Linked DNA regions of Acanthopagrus latus: region 1 is linked to region 2. A link is a contact called in public Hi-C data. All regions are on one chromosome and are shown on one strand. The core of a region is the stretch at or near the end of the contact, and the rest is flanking DNA. Distances in the headings are between cores, read along the strand shown.

Region 1 (6,088 bases), core at 2,751-5,250, 130 kb after region 2:
GGTATATACGTCGGAGCCTAAAGCAAGGGTGGATGCTGGTGAAGGAGGAGGATGTGTCGAGCCACCAGTCAATCACTTGACAGCAAACCCTGCGGGCCAGAGGTCATTATTGAAGGGAGCATGCAGTGTGTGTGTGCGTGTGTGTGTGTGGCCTCATTATAGTAACCTTGTGTGGAAGCACTAAACCGCCATAAGATGTCACCCAGATCTGACCAGAGCAGCGGTGGCCGGTGGTGTCCTATTTCTGGGGTCCTGCCCTGTCACTTGAACACTCGCCGGCCACCATCTTGCCCTTGAGCGTTGCTCCCATTTTTCTTCCTCTCCTCTATTAATTAAAACAATGTGGCCAAGTCTCATGTGCAGACAATCCCCCCAAAAAGAAAAGACCCTCAGTCATAAAAACAGAAAGCAACGCACAAATGACATCAAGCGTAGGATGTGATGTGTTTTGGAGCTAAAGTGCGTACCGCTGTTTCATATTTAGCTCCAAAATGGTTTCTGTAATTGCTATAAATTAGCACAATGGTTTTTTTCTGCTTGAGCACTGCTTGTTTCCAGACAGATTAAAAGGCATAACAGTGCTCTGCTTGTTAATGTCTTGGATCATAAAGTGAAAGTCGGGCAATTCTGAGAGTTTCCACAGTACATTAAACTCGAACAGCCGAGTGCACATGTGCCATGTGAAATAATGAGCACTCAGAAATATATAGACATTTCAGTGGCATATGACGCGAACCACCGATCAATAAGAACTGAACCTGGGATCTTTCCAGTCAACCACACGTGATGAATGTCATCACATCACTGGTAAACAAAAGACTGAATGTTTTCGTACATGCATGAACGACAGCGAAGACCTTGCGCTATCTGAAAACTCCTCACGAGCTCCATTCATTTGAGATGTAAATCTCTCACACCCTCGACTTAAACTTTACAATAGAAACACTCTTGAAAACAGTTCCAAGGACAGCAAGATCACCCCCTTTATAACAAGCCATTCAGAACCCTCTAATGTTGTGAGAGACTTGAAAGTGGGCTACAGGCTAAAAGAGAAACATGAAAAGAGGATATTCCTCTGACAATCGAATCCAATTCCCCTCTCCGCATTAAAGAAGAAAAGAAACTCTTAAATTCAGTTTTTTTTTTTCTTCGACAGTGCATAGCAACCGTCTCTCATCCCCACAGAGATAGAGCCCCACTAACTCCACGCTGACATAACCAATATGCTTGGATCAATGCTGCCATCTACTGCTGCTTCTCAGTCCCTTCAGCGTCACCTCAGCTTACATCACTGTGTTTAGAGTAATGAATGAAATGTTGTTGTTTTTGTTAGGGGATTTACTTGATTAGATTAGAAGTGAAAAGAAAAATGTCTTTATTTACTAACAAAAAACAAAACAAAAACATTGTTCAGTAATGAGGGTTTTACAGATCCAGCATGTTTATCCCTCCCCTCCCCTCCCCCATTTCCACTTGGTATACGTTGTCCCAGGGAGCATCACTTTCATAGTGCTCCTCTGAATTCCTTCCAATGGTTATAAAAAAGAGGGAGGGGGAAATACATCAGGGAGATGTATGGGGTAATGGCAATGTAGGGACCCAAAATAGATGCAAGGGCTTTAGTCATCAAATAGTATACTGCGCAGGTGTGGTTTTATGGTTTAGGCTCTTTTTTTTTTTCTTTTTTTTTTTAACTGCTTCCATTGCAACCTTGCACCATTTGTAAATCATAAGCATTTTGTGGGAAAGCGCCGATACATCCTGCACATCTAATACGTCAAGCGGTAACAGCTAATGCGCAACAGCGAGGGGTCCCACAGGATGATGATGACAGCCAAGACTTTTGGTGTCAAATTGCAGTGTTTATTGCCACATGAGTAATACAAGTGATGGAAACGGCAGTGCCTTGCGCGGGGTAAATAATGAATGTCGCAGAGACTGCAAGGTGGGGATTATTTCAGAATGGATGGAGCGTGCAGTCCACTCTGATCTTTCATAAATTAGAATGAAAGGGGAAAAGGAGCACAGTCCTCGCATTCTCGCCCCCTTGTGCTGTCTCTGCCTCTCTCGCTTGATCTTTACTGAGCCAGATATCTGTGAGGATGTTTCCCGGGCATGAAGGGGAAAATCATTACAGCTCAAATTGATCTAATTAATATGGAGGACGGACACAGGGGCCCAGCTGATTAAGCTGGGAGTAGAGCCTTCTCGCGTCGCTCGCCTTGACCTCCACACTCAATGATGTTGCCGGCACCAGGAGCACTTGGTTCCAGGCGCTTGAGTCACCGACCCAATCACACTGAGCCAGCGGGTGAGGGGGTAAAAAAAAAAAAGGAAAAGAAAGAAAACCTTATCTGTGTGCAACAGCCAAACAGTCTGAAGAAAGTGAATATGCCACAGAAGGGAAGAGAAGACTGACTTTATATTATATATAGTATAAGGTAGGAAATTAGCTGAAAGTATGGCTCACACATGGAAAAAATGCAACTGAAATATTTAAAGTAATGTAAATGAACGAATACTATGCAGTCCAAGGAAGAGGTGAAAAGGTCATGCGTGCAGGAAACCCTCTGTGGGGGTTGTTTGACTTGTCTTAAAGCAATATTGCAAGTAACCGAAGCATGTTATAAACATGACACTGCAGGAGAAGCACTGGTTTGAGTGACAAAGTGGACGGCTTGAAAATCATTTTCGCTGTTTCAGCTTCGTGGTCCTGGCGCTGCTCATGCTGGTTCACTGTCACGGCCTACTGAGATACATGAGTGGGTCAGAACCATCGTTAATGTTATTAGCAACACCTGTGCTGTTCCTGCTATGACAAATCAAAATGTCTGCTGTGGAAAAGGGCATTTTGTGTCCGAGACGGCAGTCCGTGGTACTCAGAAAATCACTCAGACACTGGTTGTCTTTCAGCAAGTCCTATGAACTGACTTGTAATTCTGGCAATTCAAACTGTTTCCTCTTCAGCTTCACCATCAACCAAAGACACTATGTAGGTATGACATTTAAGAATGAATGGATTTAGTTGAGTAATTCATTTGTCAGTCAGCAGGAAATGTATCTGAAAAAAAATGTATTTAAGAAAAAAGAAAAGAAAAAAATCCCAGACATTCAGCTTCAGCAGTGAAATATAAGGATTCCATTTTTTTTCCTTACTGTGTCATACCTTTGTGCATGTTTTAGACTATTAGTCAAAACCAAGAGACAAATGAAGAGTTTGAAAATGTCAGTCTGAATATCCTAAAATTGGCAAAAAAAAATATGCGATTCATCTAAACAAAATCAATATGTGAATGACTAACTTAATAATAATTTGCACACCCACAGACCTAATTATACAATGATACCGTACAATAAGGGAATTGTAGTTGTACAGATAAAGGTAATACTAATTTTTAATTGATTCGGTCACCTTTTTTTTGTCACCTTATATATCATGTATTATAACAAATGACAAATTCTAAAAGCATGGTAATAAAACAAGAATAAAGTGCCTCAAACATGGTGAGATAATGAATGAAATAATTAATCACAATTACAACACAATCATATAGAATGCACATGTGACTGGTCAGTTGTTTTTTTTCTGCCCATGAAGACATTATTAATTCATCATTAATTTAAATACCTTAGTTGTTGCATTAATATACCTATTGTTTAAACATGAAGTCATGCATAACATACTGTTATGTATTGTGCATTTTTGATAGTTCATGAAATATGACATGGATGAATTAATTTTGCTTCATTATAGACTTAATTCATGGAAACTGTACCTCGATCCCTTTTTTCCACAGGATGGCGAAGGTACAACCCGCCCCACTCTGCTTCTGATTGGCTAGTATCTATTGCGTTCTTTGGTTGGGTTGGTTAGATTTAGGCATCAGGAGCGACATTGGTTAGGGTTAAGGCTGACAAAATCAGATTAAGCCAATCAGAGGCAGAGTAGGGCGGTTCATTCCTTCGCCATCTGGTAAGAGGCTATCGCAGTATGTGTCGTAAAGTAGCCGCCGTTCGCTACGACGGAAACTAAAGTGTGACGGCATTTCACTTTACGACGATCCAGGCCTTCCGTTTAAATTCCGCAGAGCGCTTAATTACGCTATACGCTAACATCCACACACCGCCCGGACAGTACCAGTATCCGCCTATCTGCTCAGGTACAATGGGAATAGAGGATGAAACGGACCGGACGCTTTTCATAAGAAATCTGGACTCGCGAGTGTCGGAGGAGCTGCTGTTCGAGCTGTTTGTGCAGGTGCTGTTGTTGCTAACATTAGCTGTAGCTAGCAAATGTCAAGTGTATGGATAGCATAACACAATGCTAACAAATAGAAAGCATGTCAGAGATAAACATGGCTATAAAATGTGAAGTCTTGGGGTGCTAGGCTTATTTTGCAATACCTGCGGCTCCATCTCATATGCTAGAATGCTAACGCTGTGGACGGTCCCAACAGATGATGTTGAACCACGAACAGCGGCTAGCGTTAGCTTTAGCTAGTTGTTGTTGTTTGGGTGGCCGGTCGCGTCGTTAGGGATTAATTGTTTTGTTTTTTGTTTTTGCAGGCAGGACCTCTCATCAGAACTAAAATTCCTAAAGACGCGGATGGGAAACAGAAAACATTTGGCTTCGCCGTTTACAAACATGAGGTGTCCGCGCCGTACGCCGTGCAGCTGCTCAACGGGACAGCGCTCTTTGGGAGAACTCTTCATGTGCAGTTCAGATCAGGTGAGGTGACTTTATGAAGAAGTTAGGCGAAGAATCTGAATACTTTCTCCACCACTGATGTTAGATCCATTTCCGAGTTATGGCTAGGTTTCGGATCCAGACAGTCGGAGGGCTGCCGTGTTTGTTTTGCTACGGAGACCGGACATGATCTGACTTCCAGGAATAACTCGCTAGAAATTATTATTATTATTATTATTATTATTATTATTATTATTATTGTTATTATTATCATTATTATGTTAACAGTTTTATCTCACACGTCAAGTCTTTCAACCCTGTTGACTTTGTCTGAAAAAACGGCATCCAATGATTGATTAAACAGCACAAATGCACAGTGACACCGTGTGTGTAAAGCATGTATGGACAGGGTTAACCTATGATTGAATCTAATATTAAGGATTTTTCTGATTATTGGAATCTGTTTGTTCTCTTTTTTTTTAATTCCAATTGCAGGTAAAGTTAATAATAATAATAATAATAATAATAATAATAATAATAATAATAATAATAATAATAATAAAAAAGCTCTTACATAGTGCATTTGGCAATTAAATGTAAATGAAATAGTAAAGTACAAGTACCATTAAGTTATGCTTGGATACACCACTTAAGTAAATTGACTTGGTTACAGTGCTTTACAATTTGGTTTAATTTGGATGGTAATGTGTTTCAATTGACTGCTTATTCTGTGACAAGTCAGACTTTTTATTTTGTGTATTGTGAATATTTTTCATCCCCAAAAATAATGACACACATTTTATTTAGCTTTTTATTTCATATCCATGCGCATGCATGTATGTCCCATATCCCAATAGTTCTAAGTAATTTTGAGTAGTGCACTTGCCATACACCCGCCTTTAAAAAAAAAAAAAGAAAAATCAATTAAAATAATATGTATGTACTGTTGCCAGTTCGGCACTTTATAAATGACATGGTGTGCCAGTCACTCACTTCTTGAAAATAATAGGAATAGAAATAAATTGGCCCCCTCAGATAATATTATTAATAAAGCTAATAGCAAGTAGCAAATAAATGTCACCAAAAAAGGGCAATGTACTCTAATTTATTATGTAAAAATATAATTATTATAATGGTATTAAAACAAAATGATATTGATGTGTATGTGAGTGCACTCCGAGTCCCAAATCAAAGGGTTAGGGTTAGGGTTAATGAGGAAATCAAATGAGGAAGTTAAGTCTAAAATCGCAGCCTCTGTATTTACAGGTATACTCAGGGCTCCATTAGTCAGTCAAGTTTGGACCTTAGCTCCATCAAGAGGTTGCAGACAGTATGGCCAATATTCTTGCTGTGTGGCTGGTACTAAGATGATATTGATTACTGCAAAATCTAGTGAGTAAA
Region 2 (7,021 bases), core at 3,209-5,708:
AGGTCTCAGTAGACCCTCTACTAGCCTTTTCTGCCTCACTAGACTGTATACTTGATGCAGTATAAAAAAAAATGAGCTGGGAAATTCGTGACAGTGTGGGGCTCTCCTGACCTTGTGTGAAGCAGGATGTGCGTCACCTCTGCCAGGTCCACTGCCATCAGCATGGGCCAAAAGCTGTGAGCTTTTCTGGTATGAAAAGCACCGGGGGCTCTGAATGTAGCAGGCTTGACTAAAGAGGTTCTGACATTTATGACAACAGATATATTTCTATACATGGCGACACGAGCTTACTGGCTACTGCTGGTTATAACAGTGAATAAGGGGTGACTGAAACATAGTTTACATAGCCTCAATGCTGGATTGATAGGTCAATGTGTACAGCAGTCATGGATGAAAATATTGGCACCCCTGGAACTTTTCCAGAAAATGCACCATTTCTCCCAGAAAAGTGTTACAATTACAAATGTTTTGGTATGTCTATTTCCTTTAATTGCATTGGACCAACACAAAAAAGCCAAATCTGACATCATTTTACACAAAACTCTGAAAATCGACAGGACAAAAAGGACTTCAAGAACACAGAGTTTTGATATTCTGTAAAACTTAAGTTATCATATGGTATGATATTGTAAAAACCTTTAATTAATCCTCTCTTCCCATCCCTGTCCTCAGTATCCCAAACAGGTAAAGTATGACATCAAGGTTGGCAGCGACCGTCCGTTAATTCTACTGATTGGAAATGAGTAGGTGAAGTAGAGAAAACATCCACACTCATCCATTTGGAGTGATGCCAGCCTAGCAGAAGTGTTACGGGCTGGACAAGATGAATTCTTTATTAGCGCCTCCCTAAGAGCAATTTAATCAACTGGCAGTAAAATTCCTGCTGACGGAACCTGTACAGTATGCAGCAAAAGAGCAGAGCAGAAGTTACGGGTTTTCCAAATAACACCCATGCGACAAGTTGCACTGACATAAAAACTTACATGGGCTTAAGTTGTCACATTATCATCTGACATGTGAATCCCATCATCATTTGGGAGATGACAGCAAACGTATTTGCAGGCAATGCGAAAAAAAAATGATTCAGCAATGAATAATTCTGGGGATTTATTACCAGCCTACAGCAAGAAACAGCAGCAGTGTAGCTCAAAAAACTGTCAGGACCACACTGACATTTTTACTGTGTATACTGCCACGGAGACAGCCAGAGGGGCTGCCACAACAATTACAGATAACCTCAAATTACATCCACCTGAGACAAGCTTGGGCACCTGACAAGTGACAACTGGGCACCATTCAGTGGAGCTGACAGTGTGCTTAATGTCACCCATTCTTCCTCTGAAGGGGGAGGTCATGCTACTGGAGACCATTTACCTACTTGTGCAACAATAAAATGCATCGTGTTGTCCAAAAACTGCGGACACATCTGGTGTGGACACATTCTTTGTACTACCTTCAGCAGTTTAATGGTTAACAGGGCACTAAGGATGGTGATCAGCGATTGTTTTTACCAGAAAGTCTGTGCTGTTCTGCTTGGAGCAAGAGTCGAAGTGAGACACGTGCGCTGAAACACTCGGTTTCGTTGCCTCGTAACACGGCTCCTCTGTGATTAAAGCAACACCACTGAAGCAGCTCCTTACGCTTCAAAGTACCCATGTGAATTTTAGCCCAGAGTAAGGGTACGTCTTAAAAAATTTGGCACATTTCACACTTTGGGTTTAATCTGATTATTGTGCAGAACAAATCTTTTTCAAGCCCAGAAGGTCTTTTTAGAAGACACATCATTAGACAGATGCCCCTTAGTGCTCTAACACTATCACTGAGCTGTGTAATCTGGCTCTGACACAGTTGGCATGCATCACTTCTACCCAGAGAATCACAAGATAGATTCATGACATTGGAGGAGTTGATGACTGTTCAACAGAGGAGGAGATGGATGCCTAATCATCACGCCACTGTGGCTGCTAACAGCCAGTTTTCATATTAGACAAAGCCCCAATTAGATCCTAACTGTCCCAGGTGACAGCTCCCATAGCAACAGGCAGGGATGTCTGCAGTTTCACAGCAATATCTCTCACCACAGTCGTGTTGTAACACGCAGCAGACAAGTTCCTTAAACCTAAAATAAAGCTCACAGCTCAGGAAACTTTCTATCAGCCTCTCGCTGAATGATGCAGAAACCAAGAACTGCCATGCTTGAAATCATTTTTTGATGCCATTATCTCGACAATACAAGGCAATTATTACATTATTTGAGGAAACGAGGTGTGTTCACTGGAGATAGTTCTTGATAATTATCCCATAATCATCCTGGGATCTTAGGAAAACAAGAAAAAAAGTTTTCTCAAGGTATATTATCTCGTTATCTTGAGAAGTTGGCCTTGCCCTGATTATCTTGAGATAATTAAATAATTGACCTGTCATCTCAAAATAATGATAATGAAAAAACGTGAAGTATGTCTGCTCTCGTTTCACGAGGAAGTAAAATCACACCAAAGAGAATTCCAATAACAAATATGTTTTTCCAGTTCCAGATTATGTGTAGATATAAAGTACAGTGTGCAATATCTACATCTATCTACTCTATACATCCTTTTGACGGTTATCAGGCACAGGCTGGTTGTCTAAGATTGGCTTAAAGTACTTTGTTCATTTCTTCTAGACCTTGTGGTGCTGAACACTGTGCTGTCGGTTAACCACAGACACATAATGACCTTTACGATAATTCATCTGATCATATTTTCTACATTGTCGATGGTCATCGTGTGACCCCCAACAATGTCAGTGTTAACACCTGGTATAGCGGGCTTTAATCTGAAAATAAAAACCATGTAAGTTTTGTCATCGGATCTCTTTCTACAGCAGACTTTGACTTGTCATGGTAGGAAAAGCAGGCAACACGAGTGTGTCAGCACGCACAACACTGAGACTGAGACGAAAGCAGCTGTTTTCCATGTTACCATTCATACCAACTCGTGCTCTATCTACCACATTGAATTAAATTCCCAGGTTACAATCAGTGACTGTCATTAAGACAACTGGACACAGCTGGGCTGGAGAAGCTGTGGCCGCCTTTGGGACTGACCTATCATCTCATCCTTACTAACAGGGACCGCATTAATCAACAGCAATGTACACACCACAGGTGCGATGGTGTACACGAGTTTAAACACATTTATCTAATGCTTTGCTCAAGGGAACCGGTAGCTGTTTTTGGAAGGTTCTGCAATGTGTTTTCGGCATAACTAACAATACTTTGGTCAAAGTCTTCCTGTTTTTCATGTTAATAATCATCTACAAACTGACTGTACAGTATAAATCATTTAAGGTTGTCCTTACATACAGCATGAAACAGTAAACTGAAAAAAACAGTAAACAGTAAAAAAAAAGTTAAGTTTGAATTGGTTTTGAGAAGTTAGCAAGCTAACAGACATGGACAGGCCGGATTAATGCATTAAATACCAGCCAAATTTAAGACTTCTACTAATGCAGGCAGAGCAACATTAGCTAGCTAACTGAGTTAGCTTACTTCTTCCGTCTTGTTCGCTGCAGGGCAGGTTGGCATAGCCTCGTTTCCTCCTCCCTCTCTCCACGGTGCCACTTTTATACCTCTGACATTCAAACACAGCGAGGACGAGGGGCTGACTTTGCACTCTTAGAGTGGATTACTATGGTTTATTTTTCATTACACCACAGTGTATGTCAGGGGAGGCGGTGGATGTATCTTCTTGACATCCCCCCCCCCACCAAACATTTAATCCGTTCAACATCACCGGCAATAATCGCCTTGTGCATTTCCTCTCCTCCCCGGCAGGCCTAAACCCCCTCAAACCTGTTTTTTTTTTTCCACAGAGAAATTCTTACTTGTGTCGTTTCCTGTCGCTGCAGGGAGAGCTTGACTTCCCGCGCTGGTGCTGTCCATGCTGGAAGGGGCGGAAGGTGATGCCCCTGAACATTCCGTCCTCCGCCGGCTCCTCCAGCCTGAGCTGAGGGATCAGATGCCCGAAGGCCATGTCCTCTGTAGCGAAGCCTCCGCGCTGCTAACGAGGTTCAACACACTCGGTAACTCGCAGTTCTGTGTGTTCAAGTGCGGAGATCCGACCTACTGAAGGCGGGCTAGACTATTATTACCCCGCTGCCGGAGCGTCTCGGGCTGCCAGGAGAGGTGGTGGCACAGTCTGGGGACCTGCAGGTGTCCTCCAGGGGGTTGTCAGCTAATTGAGGAAGTTATGTAACTGACTTTGTGCTTCTTCTGTCATTAGCACAATGTTTGTGATGAAAGAAAAAATGTCTTTCAGAGGCTCGAGCATGTCTCTAGAGTAGAGGACAAGATTGGATGTGCAGAAGTGGGCTACATTCACCCACAGCCCACTTTTTTTCCCTTTTTTTTTTTTTTTTACTGTAATTGAATACAGGAAGCTTTTCTTTCACTTGATCATAAGTCACCTCTCAAGCTGGAAAAGTATGAATGAAGACTTTTCTGGCAGGGTAATGGATGTTTACCTGAAAGTAATCACGGTAGAAAAGTTTAGGAATGGTAAAACTTCCGGAGCCAGGGGCCCTCGGGCTGGAAGGCCCTGACGCATCACCCAGCACCCATACATAGAGCATCAGTGACATCGGTCCAACACCCAGCCCAGCCATGGCCTGTTCACCCTGCTGCCATCTGGCAGAAGATACAGAAGTGTCCGCCGCCGTACCACCACACTACAGAGCAGCTTTGTTCCCCAGGTCGAGATACTCTTTTTTTTTGTAGAAACACTTTGTAGAAATGATCGTGTATTACTAACTTTTTTATGGGCCACGCGTGAGCAGATCGAAAACATGACATGAAAGATGAAACCTTCCCCGTCTCTCACCGATGCCTCTACAAGCCCTCAATAGGTTCTGATCGTGCACATAGCTTGTTATAGCACGTGCTCATGAGATTGATTAATCATCTATGAAATAAGGGTGAAGCTGACTGTTTGCCTGCACCGTTTAACTGATGGTTGACGGCGAGCCCCTCTGACTCGTGAGCTAGTGAACGCCGTCTGCCGCGCCCAGAGTGGATCTTTGCGACATTGAAAATGGATTCTGAAATGATGCAAACTGTGGTAATAAAGCGGAGCACATTAAGAGCTGCGTTCAGACGAGCGCCCTGTGAGCAAAAAACAAAAAACATGTGTTAAGGCGCGGAGTCTGAAGGTGAAAGCCTCGGCTGAGTGGCACTCTCTCTCTTTAGCGTTTATAATTATGGATCTCCTTTGTCTAATTTAGCCGACATGCTCCATTAAAAGATACTGAATCGTTAGTTGCCACATTTTTCAATTAGATGGACTAATGGCTTTCAGAATTAAGACTCCTGTTGACTCAATTAATATTCACGCGTCTTGCTTTCCCTGCCTAACAGAGGGAACAAAACACTTTAATTATTGAATATTACGACATCTCGTTGGCCGTGTGACTAGTGTGAAGGCGGGAAGAATCACAACGTAAATCGATGGACACATTTATAGGCCCCGTCATGTTGAACAGTGTCAGGTTGAGTGCGGCCCCCACCGGTGGATCATTTCTCAATGTATGCAACTCAACTTTTCTCAAGTGGAGCTGCAGCCCCGGTGAAAGAGTGTCAGAAATAGCATGCTATTAACCTCTCCGTCTGAATTCATGACAGCGCTGTAATTAGTGCAGTTGTCGGAGAGCGAAACATACTTTGGATGTGGGTCACAGAGCAGTGTTCATTACCCAGAAATAATCGGTGCAAAGACACACACACACACACACACACAAAGCACCGGTAGAAGTACACAGGATTGATCAAAGAGACTGACGGCAGTGAAGCCAATTTAATTTCTAACAGTGGTGTGCTGACATTTATACCAATCAGATAAAACACTTGCACATTCCTTTTTTTTTTAATCAAAACGGAAACAGCAACATGTAAACTCCTCCTGCGGCACCCCTATTCAGCAATATGTTGTGCTCAGGTTCCACCAGAGGGAGCTTTAAGCAAAGCCACTCATGTGCAGCACCTGTACCCGATGAGACCCACTAACAATATTACTGTTATATTCCTCCACTGAGCCAGATGGGACAACAGTGCTCGGTGGATCGCAGCATAGACGGATAACTTTTTTCTATTTCTTTCACAATCTTCAAACAGTGGCCACGACTGAATTAGATTACAGTCGTCTGTGGAGACCCAGGAAATGAGATCCGCTGATCAGACATACGTTCATTGTCCAGTGAAGAGGAGAACGTTATCCAGGCCTCGCAAACTTGGAAGAAAAAAAAAAGAGAGAGACAGAAAGACAGCTCAGCTCCTGAAATTAGATCACCATGTTCCAAACTTTCTCTGCAGCTCCCCTTTTCTTCTTTTTCCCTTAATATAGGTTACACATGAGATTCCTGATTAACTAATCTCGACTGACGGTGTCTGATGTGTGACTTATGATTCCTCTCATCTCATTAAGAGCCTATCAGCATCACTGATAACAAGAGAGCTATCCCCAATCAACACCAGGGGGTGCAATTATATAAGTGACTTCAATTATGGAAAGCCTTGTGTTGCAATCTTCTAGTATTTACTTTGTAGATTACAGAGTGAGACCAAGAGCAAAATAAGATTTGGTATTAATTAGGCTACAAAGCTCGCTCAGAGCGAAAATATTCCTTATCTGCGAGACGACATATTTTATCACTTTTGTGCTTGGGCTAATTAGAGCGTGAGTGTCCGTGTTAATTCACTACTAGAAGATTTGCAACAGCAGTAATGTGTGCTAAATAGGCACAAAATTATATCTAAAGAGAAAATAACCCTCATCATCCGTAACACTGGAAATCAACACCTTTCCTTTTTTGTTTTCAGATAGTCAAAGCCACAACCCAAATGATGCATTAATAAGTGGGTGTTTGTATTTGTTGGAGTGTGTGTGTGTGTTTGTGTTTGTGTGTGAGTAGGCAACGCCAGTGTGATGGGTTTATGACAGTGTCATCACACATGACTAATCATGTGGAACAGTGGGTGTGGAGGCACGGA

Evidence for each region. A called contact is a pair of places that touch in the nucleus more often than the background predicts.
Region 1: a contact with region 2 is called in a Hi-C map of muscle, with 6 times the contacts expected there. The contact joins the promoter of rbm7 here to the promoter of gramd1bb in region 2. A contact is called at or near these places in 3 of 4 Hi-C or Micro-C datasets (liver and muscle).

Annotation. Positions count from the first base shown.
Region 1 is chr2:21,711,801-21,717,888 of fAcaLat1.1, forward strand. It overlaps rbm7 (RNA-binding protein 7), which reads left to right and starts at 4,001. Exons shown (of 5, transcript XM_037085320.1): 1 at 4,001-4,258; 2 at 4,567-4,729. The coding sequence starts at 4,166.
Region 2 is chr2:21,576,938-21,583,958 of fAcaLat1.1, forward strand. gramd1bb (protein Aster-B) reads right to left here and starts at 4,459. Exons shown (of 26, transcript XM_037076445.1): 1 at 3,865-4,459; 2 at 3,530-3,611.